Regions from separate parts of the Capsicum annuum genome. Here region 2 is linked to region 1. A link is a contact called in public Hi-C data. All regions are on one chromosome and are shown on one strand. The core of a region is the stretch at or near the end of the contact, and the rest is flanking DNA. Distances in the headings are between cores, read along the strand shown. Region 1 holds the start of LOC107877681. Region 2 has its middle 6.4 kb from the start of LOC107877685.

Region 1 (4,904 bases), core at 1,666-4,165:
TATCCTTCCCTCAATTTGCCTCAAATGGTTGTAAGCCGTTACAGATTCTACATCATTTTCTTTCGGAAGCATGGTAGGTACGGTTCCACTATAATTCTTGGGAGATTCACCACTTAAGTTATCCAGTGTTTGACCAGGCACGCCTCCAACCACAAGGTAATCACTATTGACTGGTTTGTTCACCGCAACTTCCTGTTTAACCTGATATTGTGATGGAACCAGAAGCTGCTCAGTGGCATTAACATGGCATGGTTGAGGAACAGCACCAACAAAAACTCCATAAGGTGATTGCTGCACCGTACTTGTTAACCCTATCACACCTTGGGGAACTGACACCTTTGGGTGCTCTGCGAACTCAGGTTTTTGAAGGTTTCTATCATATTCATGCTGTTTATCAACAGTTTGTGAGCCTCCAATTACCTCACCTTGGCCTTTTCCAACTCCATGATCCATCTGACCCCCAAATCTTTGCCCAACAGCAGCTCCCTCACCCAGGTTTCCTGTTGTAACAGCTTGGTAAATAGGCCGCCCCCTCTCATCCAACCTAAGGCTATGATGCACTGGATTAAAGTCAGATACTGTGCTTGCAGGACTCTCTCTTTGGTTTTGTGCTATTGAATCTGAGTGTGCATGAGGCAGCGACTTTTGACACATTAGACAGTCATCAAACCTAGGTGATGCCTCAGAACCAGTAACCAGTGGTTGAGGCACCTGACCTTCAGAAAGTGGCACCTGCACCTGCTGAGTCTGCGGAACCTGGTGCCATCCATAAGCTCCTCCAAGACCTGCAGGAGGGGCATGATGCTGATAGACACTATATCCTTGGTCAATAGGTAACTGCACAACTCTCTGCCCCAATGTTCCTTCTGCAGGATAATGTTCTAACCTAACATGTTGGGGCTGAATCTGTGAGGCAACCAGATTAGGATTCATACTGACATGGCCTGAAGGAGTCATTGTCATGTGAAGAGCAGGGACAAACTGCTGAGTCGAACCACCAGCAATTATATGCTGCTGATTGATTACTGGCCCAACCGTTCCCAAAAGCTGTCTTGGGAATCCCATTTGGGAAGGGATCTGAACATAATCTGTACGGCTTGCAGTCTCCCTCTGAGGATCCACATAAACTGGGACATATGGTGTAGTTCCTGGATAAGTCACTCCTGTTTGCTGCATATCATAACCCATTTGTTGCTGCTGTGCAGCAACAGGCATAACTTTCTCTAACCCGTGCTCCGGCTGAGCAGATACACTTGACACTGTACCAGGAACAACTAATGGAATGGTCACTGGAGCAACAGAAGCATCAGCATGAGCTGCGGGATGTGCATCTGGAGACACCAAACTGTAAACCGGTTCTTGAGAGGTAGCAGAAGTCCCACTAGGTGATAATGCGTCAAAAGAAGGTACAGCTCTAAGCTCCCCCTGACCATGACCTAAGCCATCCATAGCTTCAGAGCCACTAAATTCTGAATTCTGGGTGGAACCAGCACTAGCGTTACTCACTTTCCTAGCAAGACCAATACCACCAACTCCATTACTAATCCCATTCACTGCCTCGACATACCTCTGTCCACTATCTTGTAGATCTCCTAATTGCGCTACAACGGACGATTCAAGCTCTGAAGACGAAAAAAGAAACACCCTCAATTTAGCAGACCCATCTGACGCTCTTTCAACCAACTTTTCATACTCATCCATCATATTTTCAAGATCTTCTGAACAAGAAACGGTCACAAGTGCATCAAGATCCTCATCAGGCAACTGGTACTTAATCGTCACATCCTGCCCATAAGTATCTACCATCTTGCGAACCAGCTCCGCAAAACTCACATCCCTCCTAACACTAATAATTCTAGTCTGTCCACCTACATATCTCAATGCCCCATCACTCGGCCTCGGGATTATCCTCCCACCAAAACTACACAAAAACTTAACTTTCCTCCCTGACACCGAACCATCACCACCACCATCATCGGTAGCACGCTCAGACGCATTACTACCAACCCTTCCCCCGGAATTCAAATTATGCGACAACCCACTACCCGAATTCACAACACCAACACTCACAACACCCGGTGGCTGCGAACCAACAACCTGTGGGACCCACCCAGCTGCCACCGAACCCGCATTATTAGCATATCCTAAACCTACAAACCCTCCATCAGCTACAGTAGCAGGATAATAAACCCCTTGTATAGTTCCAGGACTACCTCCAACATCCCGGGTCGGGTTACCATAAAACCCCTCAACGGGTCGACCCGATTCTTCTGCCACTGTCCTAACAATATTCAATGGCCTCAAATCTTTAGGTATTGAACTTTGTTCAAAAGCCATAATCTTTACAAATCAAGATTCAATTTTTTTTACCACCAAAACCCAAAATTACTATTTCTACATTAAACAAATACAAAAACCAAGAACCCCAAATTACTAAAAATAGCAACTTTGAACTAAAAATTACCTCAATAAACCCTAATGGGGTTCACCCAAATACAAGAAAATCAAAAGGGGTTTTCAAGAAACATATGTATTCAGTAACCAAACAACATCTAACTGAAAAATTACCTCCAAGAAAGTAGTGGATAACAAGAAGAAGAAGAAGAACAGCACTTTCTTGCTAATTTCTATATTTGTATAGCTGAGATACCAAAAAAAAATATACAAATTCCCTTATAATTTTTTAAAATCATTTTTTTTTTCTGAAATTTTTTGCAGAAAAATATGAGTGGGTCGCTATCAAAATTCTAGAAATGGAAGAGGAAGGTGCCTATGATTTTGATTTTGATTTTTATTTTTATTTTTTATTTCTTGAAAAAAAAATTAGCAGAAAGATATTAAAGAAATTGAAATTTGAGAGAAAGAGAAGATAATAGGGGGAAAGGGCACGTGGAAGACTGCATGCAGAAGTGTTTCAATTTTGCAAAATTTAGTCAATTTGGGGAAGGATCTAATTAAGGAAGGATCTAAAAGCAATTTTTTTTTTTTAAAGAAAAAAAGTTGAAAGCAACACTTTAAAAAGAGAAAATGATCAAATACCCCCACTTTTGTCCCAAATTTCAACTACACATTTATACTTTGAAAGGTCCTATGATCCCCTAAACTATTTTAAAATGAAATTATTATCTCCAAATTATTTTAAAGTGGAATATACCTTTCTAAAAACTCATACCCAAATTTTATTTTGATTTGTGGTTAACACGCGCTGCCACGTGTTATGTCACGTAATTCCATGTCATATATCATTTTTTTACTATAAAAATTAATTCCACGTCATGCCACATCATCATCATCTTCTTCTTCTTCCTCTTCTTCTTCTATTCTTCTTCTTCAATGGCATAATAAATCATATAGAATTCACACGATATGTAATCTTATCAAAATCAAATCAACAATTAATGTTCAAAAAATATTCGATTTTCACAAAATGGTATCGCAACAGTGATGGCGCCGGAAAATTCAAAATTTCAGTGACTTTATTTTTCAATCTGAATTGATTCAATATTCTCACGTAATTCGAGTTCTTGGATGCCATTGAAAAAGAAGAAGAATAAAAGGAAATATCATTGATGAGTTCTTGGATCCCATTGAAGAAGAAAAAAAATTGCTCTTGGATGCCATTGAAGAAGCAGAAGAAGAATTGAAGAAGAAGAAAAAAAATTAATTGTCATTGATGGGTTCTTGGATGCCATTGAAGAAGAAGAAGAATTGAAGAAGAAGAAGGAGAAAATAATTTAATTGCCATTTATGGGTTCTTGGATGCCATTGAAGAAGAAAAAAAAAATTAATTGTCATTCTTAGATGTCATTGAAGAAGAAGAAGAATTGGGGAAGAAGAAGAAGAAAGAAAAATAATAATTAAAATTATATATATTTATTTAAAGAAAAAATAAAAATAATTTTTTAATAAAATATTTTTGTTCTTATTCTTTTTAAAGAGAGTGAAACACACTCTCTTGCCATGTTAGCATTGGAGGGATAATAATTTCATTTTAAAATAGTTCAGGGAGGTCATAGGACCTTCTCAAAGTATAAGTGTGTAGTTGGGATTTGAGGTAAAAGTTGGGGGAGGGGATATTTGACCATTTCTCTTTAAAAAAAAAGATGAATGTCTAATTCTTTTTACTAGGAGAACTTATAGGATAGTTGCGAGCAAAATGAATGGATGAGCTTTGAAAAAAGCAAATAAAAATGAGCTATACTTATTAAATGAAGATGATTGTCATACTTTCATAAACTTTTGAGCAAAAAAAGGAACACGAACATTGTGTCATAAGATTTAGAATAGTTTGAGAGATATTATGATTTTGGGCATTGTAGGTGTATACATGTTGAGGGCGTTAAGGGTGTTATTCATAGAACGATGCATAGGGAGAGATAGATTGTGTCAAGTGAAATTTTGGTGGAATTTTGAAAGAACGCAACAAGGTAGGTATGGAATAGCTGACTAAGTTGTTTCACATCATTTTTAAGAAAATTAAAATGTCAAATGAATGGAGATAGAGTATGACGATCTCATTATATAAAAACTGGGGTGGCATTCAAAAGTGCAACAACTAATTGAAAGGAAAATTAAATTAATAAATCACACTGTGAAGATTTGAAGTGGTGGAGCTAAGACTAGACGTGTTTATTTTAGGGGATTAGTTCAAATTTATATCGAGATGTTCAACTACAAAAGACATCTCTACAGGAAACTAGTGAAACAATACAGAGAAAAAAGATAAAAAAATATGCATATATGTTCATTAACCTAGAAAAAAGCCTATGACAAGATTTTGAGGAAGGTTCTATAAAGGTGCACGAAGGCTAAAGTGTTCACATGATGTATACTAGATCACTTAAAAACATGTACGATAAACCGAAGACACGGGCAAGGACAATGGTTAGAGAGTTAGGTCATTT
Region 2 (4,562 bases), core at 395-2,894, 100 kb after region 1:
TTAATTTGTTAAACTTGATTTTATAGAAAATAATAAGATTATTTATTTAACATTTAAACATAACATTTATTTATTTAAAGGAGAGCATAAATTATTTCAATAGAACCAAATGGTAACTTTCCGGACTAAAGAGAGAAATGATTTCTTGCTTTTGTGGAGAAAGAAAAGATTACTAAATTATTTCCTTATTATTATTTATTATAGAAAAAGTTAATAATATTAGAGATAATACATTTGAAAAAATATTAAGAGAGTGTTAAAAAAAAACCTTTATAATTATGAAGAGTTTAAATTTATAAGAAAAAATAGTTTCTTGAGTTATGTTAATAGACTATTTTGTTACAAGAACATAACGAACATCATTTTGAAATAAACAATTTAACAAATTCTTTTAAGCTTAGTTTTAGGGAGTGAAGTCGAAAATAACCATTTTAATTCATTTAGATGAGATATATTACGAATTTGACTAAAACTGTGATAAAATGAAATGATAACGCATTAGGGGATTTATATAGGCTAACCAAATTAATTAATACGAGCACATAAGATAGCATTTACAAGAAAATGGATAAGAAGAGTTAGAGTTTGGGCCTTTTCTCAAATCTGGCAGCCCTTGGCCCATTCTTTATGGACTTTTAGTCCATTGATACAGATGTATACCAGCTGTATATCAGCTGTATACAGCAGCTATTTTTCCTGCGTTTTGTATATATACACTGTATACCAGTGTATAAATTACTGCACATTCACTCCCAGCTCCACTGTGCGTCATATGTTGGCATGTATCACCCCTTTGGACCTGGAAAACCTGTGTATCTGGTGTATACCAGCAGCTGTTTTTGCACATTAAGCCACTTTTTGACTCGAAAGAATGGGCTTTGCCCGAGGGATGCAAGGATTGGAGTTCCGTGGACTCGGTGAAGGAGGTTCATGCACAGAAAACGAGATAAGGATGAGCATCCAAGAAGAATCTTTAACCAATAATCAAACAAATAGAAACAAAAAAAATAAATGCTTAATGCTCAACTACGTGAAACATATTAATCTCCATACAAAATGCGAGGCACATAATTATCATATTCCGTTAACACGACACGATTTTCATGATTCAAACATTTCGTTCAACAATTATATATAGTTTGCAAGGTCTCCGAGGAAAGTTGAATTAACTTATGGATATCAAGCTATGTGCAAGCCAAAAAATGTATTCATGATGAGAAAAGTACATGAGAATAAAAAAAAAAAAAAAGAAACTTTGAATCCATGTCAAAGCCTCACATGGCTATTATTTAAGTTCCACCTTACAAGATAACCCAGCACCTAGACTTTTGTTGTTTCAAGATGGCCACTATTCTTATGGAGAAATCTCATACCACAGAAAATTTCTTCAAAAAATCAAGATTCATCCAGAAATAAAACACATAAACTTATTTCAAACCACTTACATACGAATGACTATTTAACTTGTTAATACACGAACAAATCCGCTGTCTAAGAAAATGGATACAGAACATAAACTACCAGTCTCACAACAGCAGCAACAATTAAAACACCAGCAGAAATTTTACACTGGCACTTTAAACACGAAGAAGAGGGAGTAGCAAGAGATGAGTTTTTTACCGGTTTTGGGGCAGCGAATTGGGAACAGCGAGTGGATGACTTCAAACCGGAGTTTCTTTGAGAAATCTTAAGTCGCTGTTGTCGTTGAAAGTTGTTGTGGTGTATTGCTGTACTGGTTTTGACGCTGTTGTGTTGAAATTGTCGCTGTTGTTGGCTGTGGAATATCGGGTTGCTGAAGCTGTGTTGTTGTCAGTTGTTGTTTGCTGTTATTTGTACAGGTATAAGGGGAAATAAGGGAAAGGGAATTTTGGGCCGTGTTTGTATGGTTGTTGAAGTTGATTGGGCTATTAAGTTAGAGGGAAGTTGGGCTGCTGGCCAAATCTAAAAGTAGGAAAAAGGGCTAGTTATTTTTAAAAAGGAAATTGAATGAATTCGGATAAAATCGAGATGAAATTATCTTTTAATTAATTTAACGAATTTTTTAAATTTAATAATTTTAAAACAAATATTAAATAATAATAATAATGATAATAATAATAATAACAATGAATTAAGAAACGAATTATGTCATCAATTCCTTATTTTCATACGATCTTGAGAAAAATAGAATATTTATAATTTTTTCAAACTTTTCACTCCGAATAAATTCTAAAGAATTTTATTTAACTGATAATTATATAACCATGTATAATTAGATACTATAGTATTATTATCATCTAAATTCAAAACGTAGGGTTGAAATTTATTTAAAAAAATAACTTAAAATAAATATTTTAAAACTATTTAAAATTGAGAAATTCAGAAACTAATTTGGAATGTGGAAGGCAAAAATTAGGTATCAACAAACATCCATGTTAGAGTCCATGATACTGATAGGCATGCTTGTAATGATTTGCCTGATGGTAGTGGGAATTTCAAATGGGATTGAGGTAAAATCCCAAATGTCATTGTTGTAGACATCTTTGACAGTGATATCAAGAGTATGGGGTTTTACAGGCCCATGGACCACACTTTTAAGGCTGCCAAGGTGAGGTATCCAAGTGTCTCCCCAAAAAGCTCATTCTGTCACACTTTCAGTCTTTCCCACTCTCCATCGAATTCCTAAGGAGCAATCTTTACAACTCTTTTAGATGCATTGCCAGGTTATGGAGGTAATTCTTTTGGGGGTGGAAGGGCCCTGGTTGTTGTGAAATTTGGAGAGCATGACTTGACCCTAAAGAGAGGTCGGGTTGTGGAAGAGTCTCCATGCCAGACCAGCATGCATAGCTCTATTTCTCAACTCACTTTTGTGGAGACCAAGGCCACCATTTTTTTGTGGGTGGTAGAGGTTTCCCAGCTGAGTAGGTCTAGTTTTCTCTTATCAGGGGTTCTTGCCCAAAAAAAATCCCTTTGGATTTTATTAAAGGACTCGGTAATAGTTTTGGGGATTCTAATGTACTGCATGATGTGAGTAGGCATTGCACTAAGGGTGGACTTGGCAAGGACTGATCTGCCTATCATGTTCAAGAGCTTGATTTTCCAGCCTGCTAACTTGGTGTTCATAGAGTGAATGATGAATTCAAAGTCACTATTTTTGGGTTTGCTTTGAAAGATTAGGAACCCAAGGTATTTCCCAAAGCTGGCACAAGGCTGGATGTTAAGGATTTGGGAACACATAGTGATATGAGGAGAGGGGGTATTCTTGGAGAAAATAACCTTGGACTTATTATGGTTGATGATCCAGATAGCTTGCTGCAGATGGTGAGCATATTTACAATGTTATGGCAGTTTTGGGCATTGGCTCTAACAATCAGGGTAAGGTCATCAGCAAAGAAAAGATGGGAAAGTTTGGGTCCAGCACGAGACATGCTTATAGGGGTCCAGTGTTTGGCCCTCAACTCAGTTACAATACCCCTAGAAAGTCTCTCCATACACATAATGAATAAGTAGGAGGAGATGGGGTTTCCTTGTCTTATACCCCTAGAGAGGTTAAAGAAGGAAGTTTTCCTACCATTGACAAAAACAGCTGACAGAGAAGGTGCTAATGCAAGACAATATGAGCTTAGACAGCTTTGGTGGGAATCCAAATAACTTGAGTGTGTCCTTGATAAAGGACCATTCAAGTTTTTCAAAGGGTTTTTCTAAGTAAATTTTAAGGATCAAGCTGGCTTATTTCCCTTTCATCCTTTCAAAGTGAGTAATGTACTCCTGGATGATGATGTCCTGATCAGAGGCCCTTCTATTGAAGAAAAAACTATTCTGGGGAGGGCCAATAATATTTTGGAAGAAGAGCTTGATTCTTTTGATAATTATCTTGGTTATAGTTTTGTAGGAAGTGTTGCAAAGGCCAATTGGTCTGAAGTTTTTGAGGTTAAAGGCATTCCTACACTTAGGGATGAGACACAAAAGGGTTGTATTATAGGTTACAGGGATTTCAGAGTTGGAGAAAACTTCCTTGCAGAAAGAGATAACCTTAGGTCCTACCTCATGCCAAAAACTTTAGTAGAAGAGAGGATGAAGGCTACACGACCCAAGGAGCTTTGAGAGATTTAAAGGACTTGATGGCCATAAGGATTTCAAAGTCCCTCAGGGGTGCATCAAGGATGTGGATAGCATCCAAGCTGACCATATTCCTAGCTACAAGAGGAGTAAAGTGGCTGTTGGTGCTCATGTTGTGGCTAGTGGTATAAAGGTTATTGAAGTAGCAAAAGATATGATCAGTAATTGTGTCCTCTCCTCAAACTGCATTGCATACATCATCAACCAGCTCAGTGATTTTATTTTTTCTTCTCCTATTAATGGTGGTAGCATGGAAAAAAATAGTGTGGGCATCCCCTTCAGTGAGCTAATTAATTCTAGATTTAGTCTTCCAGAAGTCCTCTTTACACTTTATAGGGCCTCATGATCATAGAGAAGCTCATTCTCCAGATTATAAAGGTAGGTGCTGGTGTGGTAATTCTTGGACCTCTGAATACCATCTAATATAGCAGTAATATTTTTTAGCTTTTTAAAGATATTTCCAA

Evidence for each region. A called contact is a pair of places that touch in the nucleus more often than the background predicts.
Region 2: a contact with region 1 is called in a Hi-C map of bud, with 2.9 times the contacts expected there. The contact joins the enhancer-like site here to the promoter of LOC107877681 in region 1. A contact is called at or near these places in 4 of 5 Hi-C or Micro-C datasets (bud, leaf, pericarp and 1 more).

Annotation. Positions count from the first base shown.
Region 1 is chr7:7,978,950-7,983,853 of UCD10Xv1.1, forward strand. It overlaps LOC107877681, which reads right to left and starts at 2,916. Exons shown (of 9, transcript XM_016724371.2): 1 at 1-2,916. The coding sequence starts at 2,337.
Region 2 is chr7:8,081,312-8,085,873 of UCD10Xv1.1, forward strand. No RefSeq gene overlaps it. Among protein-coding and RNA genes, the nearest start is that of LOC107877685, 6.4 kb to the right of the region's middle. Within about 2 kb of position 1,645, at least 5 of the 5 cell types and tissues checked have an H3K27ac peak or open chromatin away from gene starts, as enhancers often do. A contact at or near this core is called in bud, leaf and pericarp, where this site is marked.